Regions from separate parts of the Mus musculus genome. Here all the other regions are linked to region 3. The links are chromatin contacts, called in public Hi-C and promoter capture Hi-C maps. All regions are on one chromosome and are shown on one strand. The core of a region is the stretch at or near the end of the contact, and the rest is flanking DNA. Distances in the headings are between cores, read along the strand shown. Region 1 holds the start of Zfp335os (zinc finger protein 335, opposite strand). Region 2 holds the start of Pcif1 (PDX1 C-terminal inhibiting factor 1). Region 3 holds the start of Ube2v1 (ubiquitin-conjugating enzyme E2 variant 1).

What was found. Promoter capture Hi-C pulls out the DNA fragments that hold promoters and counts their contacts. A called contact is a pair of places that touch in the nucleus more often than the background predicts.
Region 1: a contact with region 3 is called in a promoter capture Hi-C map of pre-B cells, with 2.5 times the contacts expected there. The contact joins the promoter of Zfp335os here to the promoter of Ube2v1 in region 3.
Region 2: a contact with region 3 is called in a Hi-C map of uterus, with 7 times the contacts expected there. The contact joins the promoter of Pcif1 here to the promoter of Ube2v1 in region 3. A contact is called at or near these places in 1 of 39 promoter capture datasets (pre-B cells) and 1 of 484 Hi-C or Micro-C datasets (uterus).

What each region holds. Positions count from the first base shown.
Region 1 is chr2:164,909,730-164,914,275 of GRCm38.p6, reverse strand. Zfp335os (zinc finger protein 335, opposite strand) reads right to left here and starts at 2,843. Exons shown (of 2, transcript NR_166490.1): 1 at 2,526-2,843. Zfp335 (zinc finger protein 335) reads left to right here and starts at 2,526. Exons shown (of 28, transcript NM_199027.2): 1 at 2,526-2,759; 2 at 3,404-3,654. The coding sequence starts at 3,454.
Region 2 is chr2:164,877,426-164,881,714 of GRCm38.p6, reverse strand. It overlaps Pcif1 (PDX1 C-terminal inhibiting factor 1), which reads right to left and starts at 2,347. Exons shown (of 17, transcript NM_146129.3): 1 at 2,226-2,347. It overlaps 4930445K14Rik (a long non-coding RNA gene), which reads left to right. Exons shown (of 2, transcript XR_003953757.1): 2 at 1,674-4,289.
Region 3 is chr2:167,629,095-167,633,920 of GRCm38.p6, reverse strand. Ube2v1 (ubiquitin-conjugating enzyme E2 variant 1) reads left to right here and starts at 1,916. Exons shown (of 4, transcript NM_023230.2): 1 at 1,916-1,981. The coding sequence starts at 1,960. It overlaps Gm31852 (a long non-coding RNA gene), which reads right to left and starts at 1,447. Exons shown (of 3, transcript XR_375265.4): 1 at 1,088-1,447; 2 at 667-785.

The DNA of each region.
Region 1 (4,546 bases), core at 1,594-4,093, 2.7 Mb after region 3:
GTGTGGGTTACACAGTGAGACTGTTTAAAATGACACTGACACATCCCTACAGCACCTGGTACGGTTCCTCCTCTTCCTTCTTGGCTTCTGTTTTCTCAACTGTCCACTCTAATGTCCTTTAGGTGAGAGCAGCTGTCTTCTCCACTTGCAGAATTTTTTCTGACAACATGTTCTGCTGAGAACCCTTGATTGGCAGTGAGAAAACCAGGGTTTGAACTGGCCTTAGTGGCTCATACCTACAATTCAGGCCCTTGGGAGGTAGAGGCAGGAGTATTCGGAGGTCATGGTCAGCCTTGGCTAAGCAGCAAGTTCAAGGCCAACCTAGGTCTCAATAGACCCAGGGTGTAGGTGTCTATGTGCACATACCTTTTTGTTTTATCTCCATTATTTAACACTTATTATGTGCATGCATGTCTGTGTAGAGGTATGTACAAGTGACTGCAGTTGTCCAAGAAGGGCCAGAAGAGGATGCCCCTGGAGCTGGAGTTATTGGTTAGCTGTAGCCATCAGAAGTGGCTGCTGGGAACTAAACTTGCTCCTTCTGCAGGAAGAGTCTATGTCATAGTCACTGAGCCAACTCTCATGCAGTTCCCCAAACCCAAGCCAACAGAGGCAGGAAGCAGAGGGTGAGCAAACAAAACCAGCAGCCCTGAGAACCTGAGCCACAGCTGCCTCTCTTGGCCCCGCCCCTTTCTGTTCTATGGTGAAGCTGCTAGTGTCTCTCTAGACCAGGATCTTCTGGAATCCTGTCCCCTGGTTAGGGCTGGACTTCAGCTGGGCTGGCTGAAGATGTGATGGCTATGAGCTCAGTGCGACCACCCCTGGATGTCCTGGCCTAAGTGACCTTGTCAAGAGACAGAAGGCATCCAGTAGGATACAGGAAGGATATAAAGAAGTTGTTAAAACCAACCCGCCATGAAGCTAGCCCAAATGTAGGTCTCAAGGATTGTTCTAGAGGCCTGATAATGCTGGGTGGGAAGGAGGTACAGTGAGGATGGGCCTCCTCCACAGGCCTCTTGGTCTATTTCTATCAAAGAGGAAACACGAGGAAGGGAGAACTTTCTGTGACAAGAGCGTAGGAGCCCTTGTGTCCAGGTGCTAGTGATAACTCAAAGCCACTTGTCCTTTTCACTGAATTCATTTTTCTTCTCCTCTTTTTTTTTTGTTTGTTTATTTTTTGAGACAGGGTTTCTCTGTGTAGCCCTGGCTGTCCTGGAACTCACTCAGTAGATCAGGCTGGCCTCGAACTCAGAAATCCGCCTGCCTCTGCCTCCCAAGTGCTGGGATTAAAGGAGTGTGCCATCACCGCCCCGCTTTTTTTTTTTTTTTTTTTTTTTTTAGTACACGGTTTTTGTGTCCTGAAACTAACTCTGTAGACCAGGCTGGCTTTGAACTCACAGAGATCCACCCGTTTCTGCCTTTCCATTTCTGGGTTTAAAGGTGTGTGCCACCACTCCCTGGCTCTTTCCATTTCCTTTTCTTTCTCTCTTTTTTTTTTCTTTTCTTCTTCTCTTCTCTTTTCTGTTTTGAGATATGGTCTCGCTATGTAGACCTGGCTGTTCCGGAACTATGTAGAGCAGACTGGCCTCAAACTCACAGAAATCCGCCTGCCTCTGCCTCCCAAGTGTTAGGACTCAAAGGCGTGCAGCACCAGGGCCCGGCTTTAAGCATGTATTTATTGTTATGTCTGTAAGTGCACACATGACACTAAGAGCGCGTGGAGGTGGGTGGACAGCCTGGAAGAGACGGTTCTCTCCTTTTACCATGTGGTTTCTGGGAAAAACTTACTACATAGCTCCAGCTGGTCTATGTAAGTCAAGTGAGGTTAGCCTGCCTCTCCGGAGTGCTAGATTAAAAGCATGAGCCACCACCACACTGGGCCCAAGGACTGTAGACTTCTAAAAATACCTAACACTGCCTGCGTGCGTGCATGCGCGTCTATGAGCGCGTGTGTATGCTAGGAATAGGACGCAGGGCCTCGTGTTTGCCACTGAGCTAATTCCCCAACTTCTAAACACACCTACACTGATCAGAGGACAGCTGGGTGTCTGGCCCTCCAGTCCTAGTAAGAAATACAGCTGCGAAGTGCACCGTGGCCTAAGCATTAACTCTTCTTCAAACATCCCTGACCTCTGCCATTACCCGATCCCCCAAGTCGCCTTAGTTGTGATTCCTGACCAGCCTTTCCTGTCCTCAAACCTCGGTTTTGCCATCTGTACTACGGCACAGCAAGCCCAACCCGGGAGAACCCGATCTGGCTCGAGTGGAGCTTTAAGCTACAGGTGAAAAACCAGGAAAATGACTGACGTTCCCTCCCCTCTGGACACCTCTAAACCATCCCAGGTCGCGACGGTTCTCTAAGCGACCCCTGGAGGTGTGGCTAGACGCTGGGGGCCACACCCACGAGAGCCGGGCGCCTCCGCCGCGCCTTGTCCGGCGAGTCCGGGCTGGGACCTGCGTGACGTCATGCCACTTCCCGTGTAGCCCTCCGCCACACGAAAAAGTAGTCCCCGTACCCAGCTGACCTCAGCCCTAACACCGGGCAGCATGTGACTTCTAGAGTCCTCCTGGACCCGACGACGGCTCTGAGTCCTCCGAGAGGCCTTCTGAAACCCCGCAGATCTCTCTCTCCCGGGGGGACGGCGGCGGAAGTAGTTCCGGTTCGAGGGCGGCCGATGGGTTCCTCCGCGACGGGGGTGAGAGGATGGCGACCTCGTCGATGCCGGAGTCGGAGAGCGACACAGCAGCCAGAGGCTCAGGTTAGCGGCAGCCGGAGGCGGGCTGCCCCTCCGCACACTGCCGTGCACCGGGGCCCTGCCGCGAGGCTGCCGGGTGGCGGACTCCCGGGCCGGCGGGGCTGTCCGAACAGGGCCCCGGGGTCCCAGGCCCTTTAGCCGCTCTCGCATTTGCCTGAGCGGAAACCCAGCGCCGCCACAAGATGGCGCCGGGCCTGGAGCTCAGGCAGCGCCGGGGACAGCCCCGAGACACCAGGCCCCGCGACCGTCGCTGTCAGCCCCCTCCGCAGGGGAGTCCGGGGAGGGGGAGTGAACCACTGACCCCGGGGGCCTGCGGGCTGTACCACCGGCTCCTCATCCGAGGGGACACGGGGGCCGGAGCGCCGGGCCGCTGTGTCCGCCCAGGGTCGATTCATGCCTCTGGGAGGAGCAAGGAGCCGTGATCACCCACCGGGACCACCCTTCTTCCCAAAGGGTCCTAGCCTGAGAGGCCAGGCGTCCCTATTCTTTTCTGGAAGGTTCCCTTTCCAGGAAACCCCGTCCCATCTAGTCCGATGCTCAGTCTTTGCATCTGCAGAATGGGCACACCGGTGCATCTGGGTGGGTTCTGCTTGGCCGGGCCCGAAAGGTGGACCACTTGTTGCAACCATGGTCGTATCGCCCAGCAGAGTGAAAGCCTCAAACCCCGCGCTTCGCTGTCAGTCGGTCCCCAGAACCAATGGAGGAGAACGAGGTGGAGAGCAGTAGCGACGCGGCCCCTCGGCCCGGCCAGCCTGAGGAGCCTTCTGAGAGCGGCCTGGGTGTGTGCACCTCGGAAGCTGTGTCCGCGGACAGCAGCGACGCTGCGACCGTCCCAGGATTAACGGAGGCTGACGACTCTGGCGTCGGGCAGAGCTCGGACGGTGGCAACCACTCTGTGGTATGGATCAGTGTGGATGGTGTGGGCAGGGGGACCGTCAGCAAAGCCTACTTGTAGAAAATAACTGTTTTTGAGGCAGACGCCAAGCCATGCCATGCCAAACTGCTGTGGTCGGTTTTGACAAGTCCCATGGCTAAGAGACATACTTAAACCACTTGTTTCCAGAATCTTCAGAAAGGGAAACTGAGGCAGAGCGTGCTTGCTATCGACAGAGCCAGAATTATCCATGGTCTTACCCAGAGCCCTCAGGCTCCATGAGCCCGGTTCAAATGTTGATCCATCTCAGTTATCTTAGTCTTCCCATCTGTCAAATGGAACGGGAGGGCCGGGTTCTATGGGTGCTAGGCTGTAAGGGGAAACTGAGCCATGTTTTCCTGACCCATTACTTTGTGATTTGAGCAGGTTACCCAGGTTCTAGCCCTCATCTTCTCTGTTAAGTGAAAATTAGAAACATAGTCATCTCTGGTAGCTTCATAAGTAATTTTGCGAGATGGGGATTGTATCTGGACTCCACTTGATGGAGATATGAAGTAGTGGCCCTGGGTGTGCAGTTTAGGGTTTCATTATGTCAGCAGAAGTGGGCCTACCCTGGGGGTCTAACTTATGCTATATTACAGGGTTACTGCTAGGGACAGGACAGGTGTGGTCCAGGTCCTTGCAGAGAACACAGATTGGTGTGGAAAATGTTGAGGTGCGGGGGTGGGCTGGGATTGTGCTGAGGAACTGGGTCCATAGAGGAAAGCTTCTCTTCTCAGAGAGTAGACCCAACCTGTTGTCATTCCAGTGTGGTGAGGTGACTGGTCTCTGAAGGGAAGTGTGCAGGAGCAGAAAGGTCCTGAGTAAGGTCCAGCTTGCCCTCTAGAGGGGGCAGTGCCTAAATGGCTGTGAGAAA
Region 2 (4,289 bases), core at 1,098-3,597, 2.8 Mb after region 3:
AAGCCAGACCTATAACTTTTGAGCAGGGTCTTAAAAAATGGACAAGATTGTCCTTGAACTTAATCCGCAGTTCAAGAAGGCCTTAAATATTTGACTATATGATCCTCCTGCTTTGGTCTCCGGGATTAGCTAAGGTTACAGCGTGGACCACAGGACTTGCTTTACTGGTTATCAAGGCCAGATCTGAGAGTGCTAAGTAGGGAGGGTTCCAGTAAGCAACTCCATCTGCAAGCCTGGAATTGACTTTTTCTTTCTTTTCTTTTCTTGTTTTTTTTTTTTTTTCCTCTTTCTGTTCTTGGCTTGAGATGAGGACTCAAATTGGTAGCTGAATATGACCCCAAATCCCAACCTGTCCTCTTCTTCGACCGACCTCCCAAGTGTTAGGGTTACAGGTGAAAGCCACCATGATCAGCTCTCTTTCTGAACTAGCCCTGCCTTTCTTCAACCACTGGGCTCAAGAGATCCTTCCGTTTCAGCCTTCCCGTTAGGTGGAATATAGACATATGCCAATGGTAATCATGTTTTCATTTTGCACAACGGAGCCCTGATACATTGCCAATCAAAGTGTCTGTAAACCAAAGCAAAGGGTGCAAAGCGAACGTAAGGAAAGTTGGGGCACTATCTCAAGCCACCCACAACTAAGAAAAGACACACTTCTTTGGCTGTCTTGAAATAAATAAAAATAAAAACATGCAAACACGTATAACACATCTTGTCCACCTTTATTGAAAATTTTGTGTCCCCCAAAATGTGAAGGATGCACCTGGTAGATGCAGTTGTTAGAGAAGGCAGAAGCAGCCCGGCCTCGTGCCACCTAAACAGGACACTACAGCAATCCCAAACCAGCTGAACCCCAACGACACCTATTTGCAGTTAGAAGCAGGAGGGGTAGAACTACCAAAGAATTTGTAACTTTAGGGCAGGGTCTCACACAGCTGAAACTGGCGTAAAACTCCTAATGATCCTGCCGGAATCGGAGTGTTAAAGATTATCGCCCTTAGTCATCCTATCCTGCCTTGGTCATCCATCCATCTCTTAAGTGCTAGAATTTCAGATCTGTGCCTTCACCCTCGACAAGATTTTATTTTTAAACGCACCCCAGATGGGACTGGGAGACAAGATGACACACTTTTGCACTTTACACAGCTTGAAAATGTTAACTTGGAACTTGTTAAGTGCTGGTAATAAAGCTACTTAGTACACTGACTGCCCGGCATATGTGAAACCTAGGGTTATATCCCCAGTACCACATACACACACATTAGAGCCAGGTGTAGTGACAGACGACTTTAATCCCAGCACTAAAGACACAGGGTTTCTGTGAATTCGAGGGCAGCCTGTTCCACATAGTGAGTTACAGGATAGCCAGGGCTACACAGAGACCCTGTCTTTTAAAAATAAGATAAACTCGCGTAGATAGGTGCAGCAGGTCTCTGGCCAAAACGCCAGCTCTGAAGTTGGCCAGACCCAAGTTCAAGGCCGTGCTGCCGTCCTGACACCTACGTCAGAACCATCTGACCCCTGCACCGTAGTCTAGCGTTCTGTGGACTCTCGCTGCTGCTCCCATTAAGTGACTGTTTTCACTTAGCCTGTGCCTTCCGGACCCCCACGCATACCAAAGTCGGAGAAGCGCAGCGTAGTCTAGAGACAAACAACTGTATCTGCGCAAGCAGCGGAACTCGGACTAGAAAATGCATCCGATTCCGGGATTGGAGGAACATGGGCGGGATCACATACCAGAGTACCAATCATAACGCCCCGGCTCTGGTGGGCGGAGCCACGCAGGCGCACAGACGGGAACCCTCCCCCACCCCGCTCCCAGCGCGCTCCCGCCTGCCCCTCCCGCAAGCCCAGCGGGGGCGGGAAGTCTGGCGCGCGCGCGCCGGCCCTTCGCCCGGGCTCCGCCCCCCGCCCTGCCGCGCGCTCCCGCCCCCGGGCTGAGGCGACTCTGAGTCGGAGCCCGACACAAAGGCGGTGGCGACGGCGGCAGCGGCAGCAGCGAAGGGACCCTAGAGGCCGCTCCGCCCGGGCTCTCCGGGCCCACTGCACTCACCCCAGCCGGCAGTCCTGCTGCCCACCCGCGGCTCTAAGATGGCGGCGACGAAAGAGACCGGGCGAGCGGCAGCCCCGAGCGGGAAGCGCCGGAGGGGCCTCCGCCGTCCTGCTTCGGACTCCCGGACCCAGGCGCGGCACGCAGCGGGACCGTGGCTTCCTGGGGCTCTTACCTGCCCGAAGCGGACTCGAGGGGATGCGGCCACACGTTCTGCTCGACCGCCCGTTTTGCCGCCTCCGCCTCGCCCTCCCCAGCGCCGCTGCCGCCATCTTGTGTCCCGGGCCGGGACTCCGCGCTGCGCATGCGTCGGTACCGCCTCTGAAGGACCTCGCCACGGCCGCGCCGCCATCTTGAGTGTGGCAACGTTGACTGGCTCCCCAGACCTTGATGGCTTTCGCCCCCACCCCCCGCCCCCAACTCCCCATTTTCCGGTTGATCTGGGTGGTCCCTTGTGGTCCTGAGGATGGGGAAAAACAGCGTTGCTATTCTTGAAACGTAGGTGGGAAGGAAGGAATCTATCGCACACCCCTGCCTCAGTTTCCCTGCCGAACGCATTCGCAGGGGCTGAAGATCTAGGACACTTTAGGGGGCACGAAGCTGGTCTAGAGTCTTCTGGGGGCTCTGGCTCAGTTGCCGACATAGGCGGAGCGGTGACGTAGGCCCTGCACGTTGGGTCCTGGCCTGCACAGTGCTCTGCCGCTTCCAGCTGGTGTCCTCTCGGGGCCTCTGCCCTCTAAGGGTCCTGGAATGTTAACTCTCTCTGCCTAGAGGCCAGGTGACGAAGACGTGCAAATCGAACCTTTGCGCGTTAGCAACCTGCTCACAAATTGCTCTTGAATAGTCGTAGCTTTTGGAGGAGTGCAAATAGGGTAGATGTGGCTTTGGGCAGTTGTAAAGTTGTGAAGGCTGCACACAGCTTAGTGGGAGACGCTTCTGCAAGGGGCCATCGTCGGGCTCCCTTCCGGAATTAGGCTCCTAGCTCCACCCACTTGTGGCCTCCTAAGGAAGCTGTTGCCCAGTTAAGGTAACTTGAAAGGAGGACAAGTTTGCCACCTGCTGCTGGACTAGCGTAGCAGATGGCCCAGCTGGTCAGCCTCTCAGGTCTATGACGCTGTCGGCGCTGGCTGCCCAGTAACTTGGAGCTGGAATGTTGGGAGGTCAGGAAAAATGGTCAACAATATAAACTAGTAAGAGTTGGAGGAGGATCTTGTCTAGTCTGCCCACAGACACCTGACCATCGACCCCAGGTGTGTCCATCTTAGGGATTTTTTTGTTCTTTTGGTTTTTTGATAGTTCTGCTATATAACCCTGGCAGACCAGGAACTCAGCAGTCTGTCTGCCTGCTGGGTGCTGAAATTAAAAGCATACACCATCATGCATCTCGAATCTTGGGAGACTGATAAAGGGTCACTAGTTTGAGAGGTCAGCAGGGCTACAAGATACTTGCTTTAAAAAGGAAAGTTTAACTTGGGAGGCAGAGGCAGGCAGATTTCTGAGTTCGAGGCCAGCCTGGACTACAGAGTGAGTTCCAGGACAGCCAGGGCTACACAGAGAAACCCTGTCTCGGGAAGAAAAAAAAAAAAAAAAAAAAAAAGGAAAGTTTAAAAGGGGAGTTGGTTAGGGGTGTAACTCAGTGTTTCCCTAACCTCTGACCCTGTTCCAGTTCTGGTTTTTGGTTTGGTTTTTTTTTTTTTTTTTTTTTTAAAGATTTATTTATTATATGTAAGTACACTGAAGCTGTCTTCAGACACTCCAGAAGAGGGCGCCAGATCTCGTTACGGATGGTTGTGAGCCACCATGTGGTTGCTGGGATCTGAACTCCTGACCTTCGGAAGAGCAGTCGGGTGCTCTTACCCACTGAGCCATCTCACCAGCCCCTTGGTTTGGTTTTTAAGCTAGCCAGGTGCGATAGTTCCTTTACCCGCAGGACTCCTAGCTCCATAGGGAGTTCCAGACCTGATCTTTTTCAAACAAACGCAAATGGAGTCAAGAGTGTGCACACCTGAGACCCCCAACAGCACTGGAAAGGCAGAAGCAGGAGGAGGCTAAGTCGTACATCAGTCAGCCTGGCCTACACAATGTAGTGGAACTCTCAAGCAAAACCAGAGCAGTGCACAAGAGCTGGACATGGTGGTCCTTGTCTCTAGGTCCAGAGACTAGGGAAGCTGAAGGAGGAGCCTGGGTAACAGGGAAATGCCATCTGAAGAAGGAAAGACAAGCCTGCCTGCAGAAAGTC
Region 3 (4,826 bases), core at 667-3,166:
GTACTTTGTTGTTAGAGTCAGCGTCTTGACCATGTATTCTAGGCAGGCCCCAACTCTCCAGCCTCCAGCCTCAGCCTCCCTACTGCTGCAATTACAGGGGTGCTATCTTTACAAACCTCTCAGCAGAAGCCACCCAAAAAGATTCACAATGAAGACCCAAATCTAGAGACTCTCACTTCTGAAGTGAGTCAGCCTCCAGAGACAAATGCTTGCTCTAGGTCCCAGTGCTTTAGAGTGGCTCGAAACCCGGAGCGAATGTTGTCTGTGCGTCCAAAGGACGCTTTGTGTCATGTGACATGTGAAGCAAAGGCAAGCTATATGGCAAGCAGCTGGAACTCCTGGCATCTCAAGAGCCTCCAGAGACGATTACAATAGGAGAGCCCAAAGGCTCTGAGGACAGGGAGACCATGTGAGGTTCCAGCAGCCTCGAGAAGAGGCAGAGACACGCTAGAGAGGCCCTGCATGTGTCATAAGGTCAAGGCTAGAGTGAGGCTGTCGTAGTATTGTGGACTCAAACCTGCAGACACTTCGGCAAGCAGGTACAATATTGGGAAACAGGGAAAGCCTTCATAAATACAAGGCCACAGACACGTCACGGCCCCCAGCATAGCCCCAGCCCCGGGAGCAGAGCCTCAGTGTATTGTGCACTCACCCTTCCCAGTTTACCTAGAGACCTGGTTCCCTCTGTTCTGTGGGACAGACTCCTAGGCTGGTGTGCATCTTCTGCAGGACGGTAGTTCTGAGCTTACCACGTACTTCCTCAAGAGGAAATGCAGTGGAGCTACCTAGAATACACCAAACAGATGACAAATGGAATGTTCCAGGAATGTCTCCAGCTTCCTTGCCCCTCTGCTGTCCCTCTTAGCAGTATAATCTGCAGCCTATCTGGCTACTTCATCCTCGATTTCCAAGTCCCCTTAAGGGTTTCACATCAAAGGTGGCTTTGTGATGGGTTTACTCTATATGCAGACAAGTGTCTTCAGACCTTTGCAGGAGGCCTTTTCTGATTCTTCCTGGTGCCCTTTATAGGTTTGTCCCCTATCTTATCATAGGTAAAATGTATATTTATCTATTTATATTGGCTTACTTGTTCTCTGTCCAACTAGAATGTAGCAATTGAGAAGAGAATCTCATTTCGTGGAGACATTGCCATGTCCGGCACCAAGCACAGTTCTCCCACATAATTCCATCTCTAAGAAGAACTCTAAAACACAAGCCTGCAACCCCAGCATGAGGCAGAAGCCGAAGAATCAGACAGCCAAGGTCATCCTCTGTATAGTGGGCTCTTGGACAGCTGAGTTGAGAGCATGTCTCGAACAAAACCCCTAAACAAACAAACAAACAAACAAACAAGCAGAATGCATGTCTCAAGGTTGGTGGTTCTCAAGCCCCTAGCTGCACCTTGTCCCTACATGCTTCAGGCCCCAGAACAGCAACAGTGCCGGAAACAAGATTGTACTGGCCCACAATTTGACGCATTCAGGCCTTTCGGTGTTATTTTTCTCCATATACCCCATAACAAAGATCATCTGGCTTGGGGTCAAATTCTGACTCAGCTACTTAGCAGTTGAGTTGAACTTCATCTCTCGCGGTTTCATTTTCGCTACGTGGTGAGGACACAGGGGGACGGAAACAGCCTGGGAACAGGCGCGGGGCTCCACAGCCCTTCCCCCCCATTCTATTCTCCCGGAAGCGCACGGTCACCCCGGGGCCCTCGAGCCGAGCACCTGCACGCCTCCCCCGCGCTCGGGCTGGGCGGGGCTTGCAGGTTGCCCCGCCCTCATGCTCGCTCACTGAAGACTCGGGCAAAGCCCTTCCCGCCCGGCTCCTGCGACCCCGAGCGGGCGTCAGCGGCACCGTTTGCGGCTGCGCCTACACCTGCGCCTGCGCACTAGCGCCCGGAGAAAAACTCAAGGGGGGGTGAAGAAGGGGCCGGCCTTCGAGCGACAGCGACGCAAGATGGCAGCCACCACAGGCTCGGGTGAGCGGGGGCGCCGGGCGTGCTGGCGGACGGGGCGCGGGCTCCCTGGGCTTGGTCCCGGTCTAGCGGAGGCCATGGTGGCCGGGACAGGGCTCCGCGCTGTCCCTGCGGCTGCGTTTGGCTGCTCGGCCGGGCCTGGGACCATCAGGCGGCGGCCGGAAGCCCGGGCGGGGGCAGCCGGGCCGTGGGCGGTGCGGCCAAGCCGGAGGCTCGGGCGCCTCCGGGGGGCGGGGGGTGGGGGAGAGGCCGGCAGAGGGGCCGAGTGTGCTCGGGAATGCCCGGGCGAGGTCCCGCTGGGAGCTGGCCCGGGCGACTGGGAGCCGGGAATGCCCGGCGGGGGTACGCGGGCGCAACCCTAGGGAACACGCACGGAGCCTCGCGGGCCGCAGGCGAGGCCGCCGGGGCCCCGCGTCAATTTAGGGTCGGGGCTGCTCTCATCGTGGTGGTCGCTTCCCAGGGAAATCCGGGCACCTGCACGGGCTGAGCCCGGGCGTTCTGCCGTGGGAGCAGGCCTGGGTTGCAGAGACCAGGGATAGGTTTCAGAAGGCGCGCTGGGAGCCGAGCGCCGCGTTGGATGGGCACGAGCAGGTGCCTAGGAAGCCCTGGTGTGTGTGTCGGGGGGTGGGGTGGGGTCTGTTGGGGCGTGTCGCCATTGGGAAGGCTCCTGCAGTGGGGAGAATGGGATGGGGTGCAGTCCCGCAGATGCTGCTTTTAGAGAAGAAAAACCTCTTCCTGCGGGGAGCGGATGGAGGAAGTGCCTGTCACTCCTAATCCTTCTGCGAATTGGGGGAAAATATGTGGGTTCAACTCAGAAACTCTCCATTATCTGGATGGGTAGGAGAGGAGCAGTGAAATGAGAGCCCTTGGATCAAATGGAAGGGATAGCAAGAGGGTAAAGGGGATGCTCTTAGGGGAGAAGCTCTTGTCGGTCTCTGATGGGCTAAGAAGAGAAGGCCAGATGGGGAGACCCGAAGGGTCTGCTGCCTTAGAACCGGCAACCTGTACTTGATTATGAGCCATGGACTCTGGCAGGCTAGAGAAGGTGGAGTGGGTTTGGTGAAGGAGATCCCCCGGGGTCTGGGAAGGCATGGGAGTCTGCTTTTCCAATGAAGGATTCAGGAGAGAGTGGGTGCTCCCTTCTGGTGTGGGGCTATATCCTCGGGAGTCTGTTGGTGGAGGTGAGCAAGGGGTAAGGACAGGCCACCAGCCTAGGCACTGGTGTTTTGGGGCTGTGAGGCCACCAGAGGAGATGTTGTGGGGTGGGAAGCAGAGAGGTGCTGCCTGCAGTGACCCACCACACAGTGCCTGGTGTGTCCTGGAGAAGACTGCGGAGCCAAGTCAGTCCATTTCCTGACAAACACATGGCGGTGGGCACTTGGGAAGACCCAGTCTGCCACAGGCTGTACTGGGGTGGGATGCAGGGTATCTCGCAGAGAGGTGCCAGGCAGCCAGTACTGGGGTGGCCCTACCAGTCAGCACTGCTTGTCCTTGCTTTAGGACATCTCAGGATCCGGTTTGACAGCCACTTCTAACTTCTGAGGCCCTGCCCGTGCCTCAGGAGTGCAGATAGAAACAGCAGCTCAGCAGCAGCTGCTGTGTACAGAATCCAGAAGAGTTTGGGCTGGGTGAGGCTCAGTGCTAGAGTGATCTGACCAGCAAGTCGGAGGCCCTGGATTCCATCCCTAGCTCCATGAAAAGAAGGAAGCGCACATAGCACAGCTTAGATAGCATAGGAAGGCTTTAGGGAACCCAGAAACAGGCGTTCCTCAGCGCCTGTCTAGTCCACAGATGGTTCCTGGGGCCTCTTGTGTCCTGTTACTAGTAGCAGACAAGGTAGACAGAGCACTGTCTTTAGGTTTCATTCAAACCAGACAGAAGGCCATTCAGGATGGAAATAAAGTGACTCCAAAAAGCAGGAAGTGCTCTGAAGAAAATTGTGTGCTGTGATGAGCGAGTCTGATGAGGAGGGGGCAGGCTTCTCTCAGGGCCAACCCTGGAACTGAGACCAGTGGTGGGAAGAGCAAGGCCTGTGGCCGTGGGAAAGTACCATCGGTGCGGTGGGGACACTTGTGTTGAAAGATGAGATTAAAGGCCATGGGGCAGTAAGGTGGCCCAGCAGACAAAAGGCCCTTGGCGAGCCTTGGGACCTGAGCTTGATCTCCACATGGTTGGAGGAAAGAACGGCTTCCACAGTTGCCCGCCGCCCTCCACTTGTGCCCCTCCCGTAACAAAGGACCTTAGTAATGAGATGGAGAGAGAAGACTTTGGGCTTTACTAAGTGCAAGGGGGAGCCATGGAACAGATGCCTGCTATGAGCAGCATTGAGTGTTTGGTTGATGAATGAATGAATGCCTTGAAGAGAATGATGAATGGTGAGCTCTGACTTGAGCCCCAAGGCATCAGGAGACTGCAGTGGTGAGAGTGGAAGCAGGACCTTCGTTAAACTTGGTGCTTAGTCTCCTCTCCCTGCTACAACCTTCAGGTGTGCTCAGGCCTTGGGCCGCCTGTAGACTGAGCCTGGTCATTAATCTGTGCCCTGGTTACCAGGAAACCACTGTGTGGCCTTGGAGTCCTGTGACGCCCAGCTCAGGTGGTATGGTCACTGCTGCTGGCATCTTCCCACATTGTTCGCTGTTGTAATTTTGGCGCAGGTCTCAGAGAGGAGCTGAGATGAGCCCACTACAGCCACTCAAGATGTCTACAATTGAAGGGACGTCTCTCCTGTGTGTCCAGGACTGCAGGATGTCAGACAGTGGCCCTTGGCTGCCAGGTCGTTCCTCTCATCCAGCAGCCCACAACGCTGTGCTGCCCAGAGCTGACAATTAACCAGACACCAAGTGCCAGA